Regions from separate parts of the Sus scrofa genome. Here region 2 is linked to region 1. The links are chromatin contacts, called in public promoter capture Hi-C maps. All regions are on one chromosome and are shown on one strand. Each heading gives the region's core, a stretch centred on a gene start, on an enhancer-like site or on the middle of the called end of the contact. The rest is flanking DNA. Distances are from core to core; before and after follow the strand shown.

The links. Promoter capture Hi-C pulls out the DNA fragments that hold promoters and counts their contacts.
Region 2: a contact with region 1 is called in a promoter capture Hi-C map of liver, with 2.8 times the contacts expected there. The contact joins the promoter of PABPC4 here to the promoter of NDUFS5 in region 1. A contact is called at or near these places in 2 of 5 promoter capture datasets (fetal liver and liver) and 1 of 2 datasets of contacts at active chromatin or transcription factors (alveolar macrophages).

Annotation. Positions count from the first base shown.
Region 1 is chr6:94,911,080-94,915,043 of Sscrofa11.1, reverse strand. NDUFS5 (NADH:ubiquinone oxidoreductase subunit S5) reads right to left here and starts at 1,638. Exons shown (of 3, transcript NM_001244988.1): 1 at 1,562-1,638.
Region 2 is chr6:95,397,408-95,401,371 of Sscrofa11.1, reverse strand. PABPC4 (polyadenylate-binding protein 4) reads left to right here and starts at 1,920. Exons shown (of 15, transcript XM_021095988.1): 1 at 1,920-3,075. The coding sequence starts at 2,883.

The DNA of each region.
Region 1 (3,964 bases), core at 389-2,888:
CGCAGATGTGGCTCGGATCTGGTGTTGCTGTGGCTCTGGTGGAGGCTGACAGCTGCAGCTCTGATTATACCCCTGACCTGGGAACCTCCATATGCCGAAGGAGTGGCCAAGAAATGGCAAAAAGACAAAAAATAAATAATAAATAAACAAAAAGCACAAGAACATTTACATTTTTCATCCTTATCAACTTAGATGACACTTCTGAGATGCCATCCTGAAACAGTGTGTCCCTCCTGTGTTAATACAACATTCTTGACTTCTCATAGTACTTTGTATGCCCCTGTAATGGACTATTCACTTGAATATCTTCCCTACTGAACAACAATAAGTGCCTTGCAGTTAGGGACCAGGTAGGAGTTCAGTAAAAATTGTTGAAGAAAAAAAAAAAATTCAGGAGTTCCCATCATGGCTCAGCGATTAACGAATCCGACTAGGAACCATGAGGTTGTGGGTTCGATCCCTGCCCTTGCTCAGTGGGATGGGGATCTGGTGTTGCCATGAGCTGTGGTGTAGATCGCAGACACAGCTCGGATACCGTGTTGCTGTAACTCTGGCGTAGGCCAGCAGCAACAGCTCCGATTAGACCCTTAGCCTGGGAATCATATGCTGTGGATGCGATCCTAGAAAAGATTAAAAAAAAAAAAAATCAAACAACTTAAAAATGCAACAATAGAGAAATGGATAATTAAATCTACTACCCATTTATTAGAATGTAGGGGAAGAGAGAAGAATAATATACATGGAACATACACTTTAATGTTAAATGAAAAAAAAAAAGGTGGAGGAATACAATAATGCCAAGAAAAATCGCAAAAGAAGACCGGAAGGAAGCACAAAAAAGTTCAACAGCTATGTATGAGTGGTAGATTTACAGGTGAATTTAATTTTAAAATTTTCTATCCACTCTTTCAGTCATTTACTGGGTAATGACGTTCCAGACACAGGATGGGGTGGGGGATCGGTTGCAACTTAAGCACTAGGATGGGGACATACACAGGGAGTTTGGAAGCCAATGGAAGGTACACAAGAAGTAAGAACTCCAAGGAGGAAACACCAATTCTGCCCATGAGACTTGAAAATGCATTTAAGATGGGCTGCGTTTGCCAAGTGAAGGGCTGTGAGCAGAGCATTTCAGTTGGGCACACACGACACGAGTTACAGCTGGCGGTGCTTGGTATGTTTGGGGGACACAGGACACCCTGACGCGGCTGGAGCGCAGAGTGCAAGTCGGGAAGAAGGACGAAAGGAGCTGAAGAAGCTGGTGGGGCCCAAATTCCACACGGCCATGTAAACCTGGACAAAGACCGCGGACTTCAGGTTAAGAAACAGAAAGCCATAGCATGAGTCCAGCAGAAGCTAAGTCAACCTGGAAAGAGAGGCACGGACTGCAGGATTCAGTGACATTGGCTGTATGGACCATGAGGCCTAGAAAAGCAGAAAGCACGCCCGGGGTTGGAGCCAGGGAGAAGAGACACCCAGCAAGTCAAGAGGAAATCTGTTAAAGAAATCTCGAAGGAAGCGCCTTAGGTCCAATCGCCCTACGGACCTAGGCAGCCCCTACCTTCTGGACGCGATGTCCTTGTGTCTTCGCCGGGCGCTGCTACTTAACAGGAAGAACCTCAGGCCTGCCGCAAAGGAGGCCCGCAGCGCGACGTTTGCAGCGCGACACCAAGAGCCAACCTTCCGCCTTCGCTCCCCGGAAACCATAGAAACCAACCCATCTGTCTCCCTGCGCGACCGTCTGCACTGGGCCCTCGAGATTGCAGAGCAGCGATACTAACCTGGGCAGACGTTTGGGAGTCACCTTAGGAGTTGGTGTTTTTTTTTTTTTTTGGTCTTTTTGTTGTTGTTGTTGTTGTTGTTGTTGCTATTTCTTGGGCCGCTCCCGCGGCATATGGAGGCTCCCAGGCTAGGGGTCCAATCGGAGCTGCAGCCACCGGTCTACGCCAGAGCCACAGCAACGCGGGACCGAGCCGCATCTGCAACCTACACCACAGCTCACGGCAACGCCGGATCGTTAACCCACTGAGCAAGGGCAGTGACTGAACCCGCAACCTCATGGTTCCTAGTCGGATTCGTTAACCACTGCGCCATGACGGGAACCCAGGAGTTGGTGGTTTTCTGCTTCCTCCTCGCACTATGACTCTCACGATTGGTGAGGGTCTTGACCAAGGAAGGCCGCGAGAGAAAAAAACAGCTACCCCCATTCCCCTCCAGTAGTAAGTAGTTAAGCTGAAGTGTGGACCTACTCAGAGTGGGTTCCAATTCTGGCCCCGCCTCTGTCACGCTGGTAAAGATTCTTAACCTCGCTATGCCTCGGTTTCATCTTATGATAAAAATATCTTAAAAGATAATGATAGTGTGTACAGCATAGGGTTGATTTGGGGATTAAATAATTTAAAAGGATTAAATAATTTAAAGGCAGTTTGTGACACCAGTTTTTGGGAAGCACTTTAAGGTAATCGCAGTTCTTTTACGTCTCAGCTTTTAAAATTTGTGGGGAGTTCCTGTTGTGTCTCAGCGGATTACGACCCGGGTTAGTATCCATGAGGATACGGGTTCAAATCCCTGGCTTCCCTCAGTGGGTTAAGGATCTGGCGTTGCCACAAGCTGCTGCCTATGTTGCCGATGCCGTTAGAATCTGGCGTGGCTGTGGCTGTCACGGATTGAGACTGTGCCCTTCCTTTGTTTCAGACCCTCCCAAGACTCCTTTTGATTATAGCAGTGGCTCAGAGGTTGGGTGTGTGGGGCCAAGAAGGGGGTGGGGGAAGTTGGGGGGGTGGTGGGAAGAGAATACTAGAATATGTCTAATTTTTGTCTTTTTTGGTTTCTTTTTGTGTGTACATGTTTACAAACTATTACTTGTAAATAAATATTTATTTACTGGGGTTTGGGCTGAAAACTTATTTTTAAGTGATGTGCTGTCAAGACTGTATAGAGAATTCCAGTGTTCCAGCCTTCCCAGCCTCATTGTCCAAAATCCCCTGCCTAATGCCCCAGCCCAGAGTTTGCTGTTCCATTGTATTCCAGGAAAAGTCCTTCCATCTAGTCTCTTTGATTTTTTTGTTTGTTTTTTTTACCTCCTTTCCCCTGGGATGACACTTACTCCCCCATCCTCCATCTCCATTTTTTTTTTTTTTTTTTTCCCTCTTTAGGGCTGTACCCGAGGCACATGGAGGGTCCCAGGCTAGGGGTCCAATGGGAGCTGTCGCTGCCAGCCTACATCACAGCCACAGCAACACAGGATCTGAGCCATGTCTTCGACCTACACCACCACTCACTGCAACGCTGGATCCTTAATCCACTGAGCAAGGCCAGGGATGGAACCCACAACCTCATGATTCCTGGGCAGATTTGTTTCCACTGCGCCATGATGGGAACTCCCCCCCATCTCCATTTTTGCATGCCAGATTCCTGCTCTGCTTTAGGACTTTTGCGTATCTCCAAAATGCTGAGGGTGCGGCCCTTACAAAAAAGAAAAGGTCGAAAGTCTTGGGTTTGGCATTCAGGACCCTTCAGGATCTGATTTCCTCACACCTCGTTTCTCACCAACCTGCACTCAACCTCCTGGTGTTCTCAGCCACCCAGAATTGCTCTCATGCTTCCAAACTCTGTAGAAGCCTTTTCTTCTCTGCCTGTACTGATCCCATCTACTTGCTACCTTCCCACGGTCTCCCAGGCGAATGCTTAATCCGTCCGCATCTTTTATGGCAGTTTTTGGTGAAAGGTTCCCGAATTCCTGAGCATTTACTAGGCCTCTGTTGAGATCCCAGCAGTCCTGTTATGTATCGATTCCTATCACAAAATTTGTTAACTGATGTCCGGCAACCCCCCTCCACTGTACCATGCCTAGGGCCCCGTGTCTGCGTGGGTGTGCAAGGATGTCGGTGACCTGTCTGCCTCGCCAGCAAACATCAGAAAACTACAATTCCCAGAACCTCAGCGGAACTGCGCCTGCACCATT
Region 2 (3,964 bases), core at 671-3,170, 490 kb before region 1:
GCGAGGCCAGGGATTTAGCCTGCAACCTTGTGGTTCCTAGTCAGATTCGTTAACCACTGAGCCACTATGGGAACTCCCTGTTTTTCCCTTTTTAACCATTTATTATGCAACCACTGAGAGTTCCCACTGTGGCTCCACAGTGGAATTCATTTCTGCTGCCCCATGATGGGAACTCCAAATCATTGGTTTTCAATGGGAGTATCTCTGTGCCTTTTAGTAATTTCTGTTTTGGGTCACAATGATGCTCAGGGTGGTTCCTGGCATTTATGCTGTCTCTGTATATCTTGCAACACATGGGGACAATCCCACTTGAGGTAGACTGGTCCCATGTACCACGTGACTTCCAAAGATCCTCAAGCAAAGGAGAAATCTTTTTCTCTTTATTTATTTATTGTCTTTTTAGGGCCACATCTGAGGCATATGGAGGTTCCCAGGCTAGGAGTCAAATTGGAGCTGCAGCTACCACCCTACGCCACAGCCACAGCAACGGGGGATCTGAGTGGAGTCTGTGACCTGTGACCTACACCACAGCTCACAGCAACACCAGATCCTTAACCCACTGAGCGAGGTCAGGGATGGAACCTGCTTCCTCATGGATACTAGTCAGATTCCTTTCCACTGAGCTGCATGGGAACTCTAGGAGAAATATTTTTAAAATTTAGAGTCTAGACCCTCACTCCTTTTTTTTTTCTTTTTTATCTTTTTGCCATTTCTTGAGTCACTCCTGAGGCATATGGAGGTTCCCATCCTATGGGTCGAATTGGAGCTGTAGCTGCCGGCCTATACCACAGCCACAGCAACACAGGATCCGAGCTGCGTCTGCGACCTACACCACAGCTCATGGCAACACCGGATCCTTAACCCACTGAGCAAGGCCAGGGATCGAACCCTCAACCTCATGATTCCTAGTCAGATTCATTAACCACTGAGCCATAACGGAAACTCTGATCCTCACTCACTTTTACAGAGAAACAGAACTTTTGTTTTGGCCACGCCCTGGCAGCATGTGGACATTCTCAGGCCAGGCATCTAAACTGCCACAGTTGTGATTGGCGCCACAGCTGCCATAATGTCTCATCCTTAACCTACTGCACCATAAGGGAACTTCCCAGGACATTTTTTTTTTTCTTTTTAGGGCCACACCTGTGGCATATGGAAGTTCCCGAGCTAGTGGTCCAAACGGAGTTGTAGCTGCCGGCCTATAACACAGCCACAGCAACACAGGATCTGAGCTGCATCTGACAGCAGCTTGTAGCACAGTTGGATCCTTAACTCATTGAGCAGGCCAGGGACTGAACCCGAATCCCCATTGATACTGGTGGGGTTCCTTACCACTGAGCCACAATGACACTCCCCAGAACATATTTTAACATGAACTAAATTCCAGGGATACCACTACCATGTAAATAGAAGGATGACTGTATTTTGTTTAATTGAAGCTCTCCCAAAATTTGTTCATCTTTCTGGGGAATCCCATCACCAGCTACTACTGCATTGGTAGCTGTCCTATTTGGGATGATTCCATCTTTAGGATCTAGTTTTCTAAAAACTTCAGAAAGTCTTCTTGATTTGGGCCCAATTGTTTACATAGCGGAGCACCTATTACATGACTATAATTTATTTTGTGTCTTCTTTATTTTACAGTTAGGCAAAACATTGATTATAATCATGATGCATGTGAGTGGGTCACACTATCCATGTGTTCTAGTCCCGGAGAGGCGGGTGGCTTACACTCTACCGATTCCACCAGCAGCAGGCAAAGCTACCCTTGGGTCCGGCGGAGGCCCCAGCGGGGCGGTCCTCCGCGCGCCAGGGGTCGCTGTGGCGCCGCGCGGCCGAGCCGGACGCTCTCGCGTGGCCGCCCCGCCTCGGGCCCCCGGGCCGAGTGGGCGGGCACGACTGCGCCCAGGTCGCAAGGCGCCCTTCGACCAGCAGCGCCCGGGGCGGGCGGGTATAAATGGAGCGGTGGCTCCCCCAGCCGCCTCTCTCCGCCCCGGGTCGCCGTAGCCTTCGTCGCTTTCGGGCCTAGCAGCCTGAAGAAAAAAAGAGAAAAAGATAAAAAAAACCCGAAAACGCTTTAAAACCTTAAAAAAAAAAAAAAAAAGAAAAAGGAAAGAAAGAAAGAAAAAAAAGCGAATCCTCCTCGGAGAACCCGCGGGGAAGTCACTTTTGCGCGCTTCCGGCCTGCCCGCCGCCGCACCTGGGCGTCCGTCGGTCCCAGTCCGTCGGTCAGGTGGTGAGCCGCCCGCGCGCCCGCGTCCACGCGCCTCCGCCCGCGCCCGGCCGCGCCGCGTGGCAGCCCCGCGCCCGCCGCCCTCGCCCCCTGCGCCCCGGCCTCCGCGCACCACGTGTCCGCGCTGCCCTTCGCCGGCCCGGCGTGGGAGGCGGCTGCGCGCTCCGGCCGCCCGGGGCTTGCCGAGTCGGCACCGACAAATATTTGGTTTCCCTCGTCCCCGGGCTGCTGTAATCTTAAACCGCCTGGAGCCGGAGGCCTATATTTATAGAGAAACGTGTGTCCCGGAGGCCGCTGTGGGCACCATTGGGTTGCCTCTAGAAGAATTTTTGTAATTTGGAGGGGATTCCCCGTTTTAATTTTTTTGCTTGGGTTGAAATTGGGAGCTTCGGACCAGGACAGCTGAAAATTACAAACTCCCAGGGAGGGCCATATTGTTTTTGAGAGCCTTTTGTCTGCGGTTTGGCAGTCTCCGGGCCGTCCCCGAACTCCTTTCTTGGGCCCTTGGAGCCCACTCCAGCTTCCCTGAGCTTCACTGCCACCTGTGAGCCGCGGCGCGGGCCACGGCTCGGAGCAGAGCCCCTTTTGTCCTGAGCGGGCCCTCTAAGAAGTCCTCCTGGCGGGGCTCGGGGTGGTGGGGGCTGGGGAGATGAACGCTGCGGCCAGCAGCTACCCCATGGCCTCCCTGTACGTGGGTGACCTGCACTCGGACGTCACCGAGGCCATGCTGTACGAAAAGTTCAGTCCTGCGGGGCCTGTGCTGTCCATCCGGGTCTGCCGCGATATGATCACCCGCCGCTCCCTGGGTTATGCCTACGTCAACTTCCAGCAGCCGGCTGACGGTGAGTAGAAGCTGTGGCCACAAATTCGTGGGCTCTGGAGGGACCCTGGGGGTCCTTCTCCATCCAGGTCCCCACCCCCCGTGGAGGGGGCTTTGCGACAGCCCGTGGCCACGGAAGCCATGGTGGGGGACAGGATGCAGGGGGTGGAGAAGACGGATTCCTGGCATCAGATGAATCCCAATCTTGTTTCCACCACTTGCTAACTGGGTGACCTTGGGCTTACAGTTGGGGGGGGGGGTAGGAGCCCAAGGAGGTTGTAAAGGGGACCTGAGGGAAGTTGCTGTCATTCCATGCGTGTGGTGGGGACTGCTCCGTTAGAGACCCTTGCCTGGTCACTGGCTGGGGCTCCTGCAGAAAGAGCAGGATGGATGATTGAAACACAATTCCTTCAAAAATTTGAGGTGGCAAAGCTGCTGCCCCCTCCCCTCACTTTATCCTGGGCTAAGAGTCTTCGATTCTGTGCTGATAAGCAGTCTTTCAGGGCAGGTAGGAAGCAGGGGGACAGTTTTGTGTGTTGGACTTGAGCAGGCACTTGTGCTAGCACTACCAGAACTGCATGTGCCAGGCCAGCTCCCTGGGCTGTGTTTTTGCCACTGGGGTGGAGGACTTCTTTTCCTGGACCAGCCCTGGGCTCTGGAAGAAGGTGTGCAGGTAGTCCCGCGAAGCTCTGTTTGGAAATCTGCTATTTTGGTGGGGATTATCGCCTCACCTGTGAATAGTCCTTTAAAGTTGTCATAACCCTTTTACTTCATCCCATGTGAAGAAACTAGGACTTCTGAGGAGGAAAAGGAGCTACAAAAGGTTGGAGGCTGAGCTGGGACTGGGTGCAGTTCTCTGCCAGCCCTGATTGGGGCCTGAGCCTGGAGCGCGGAGAGGAGAGGTATGCTGC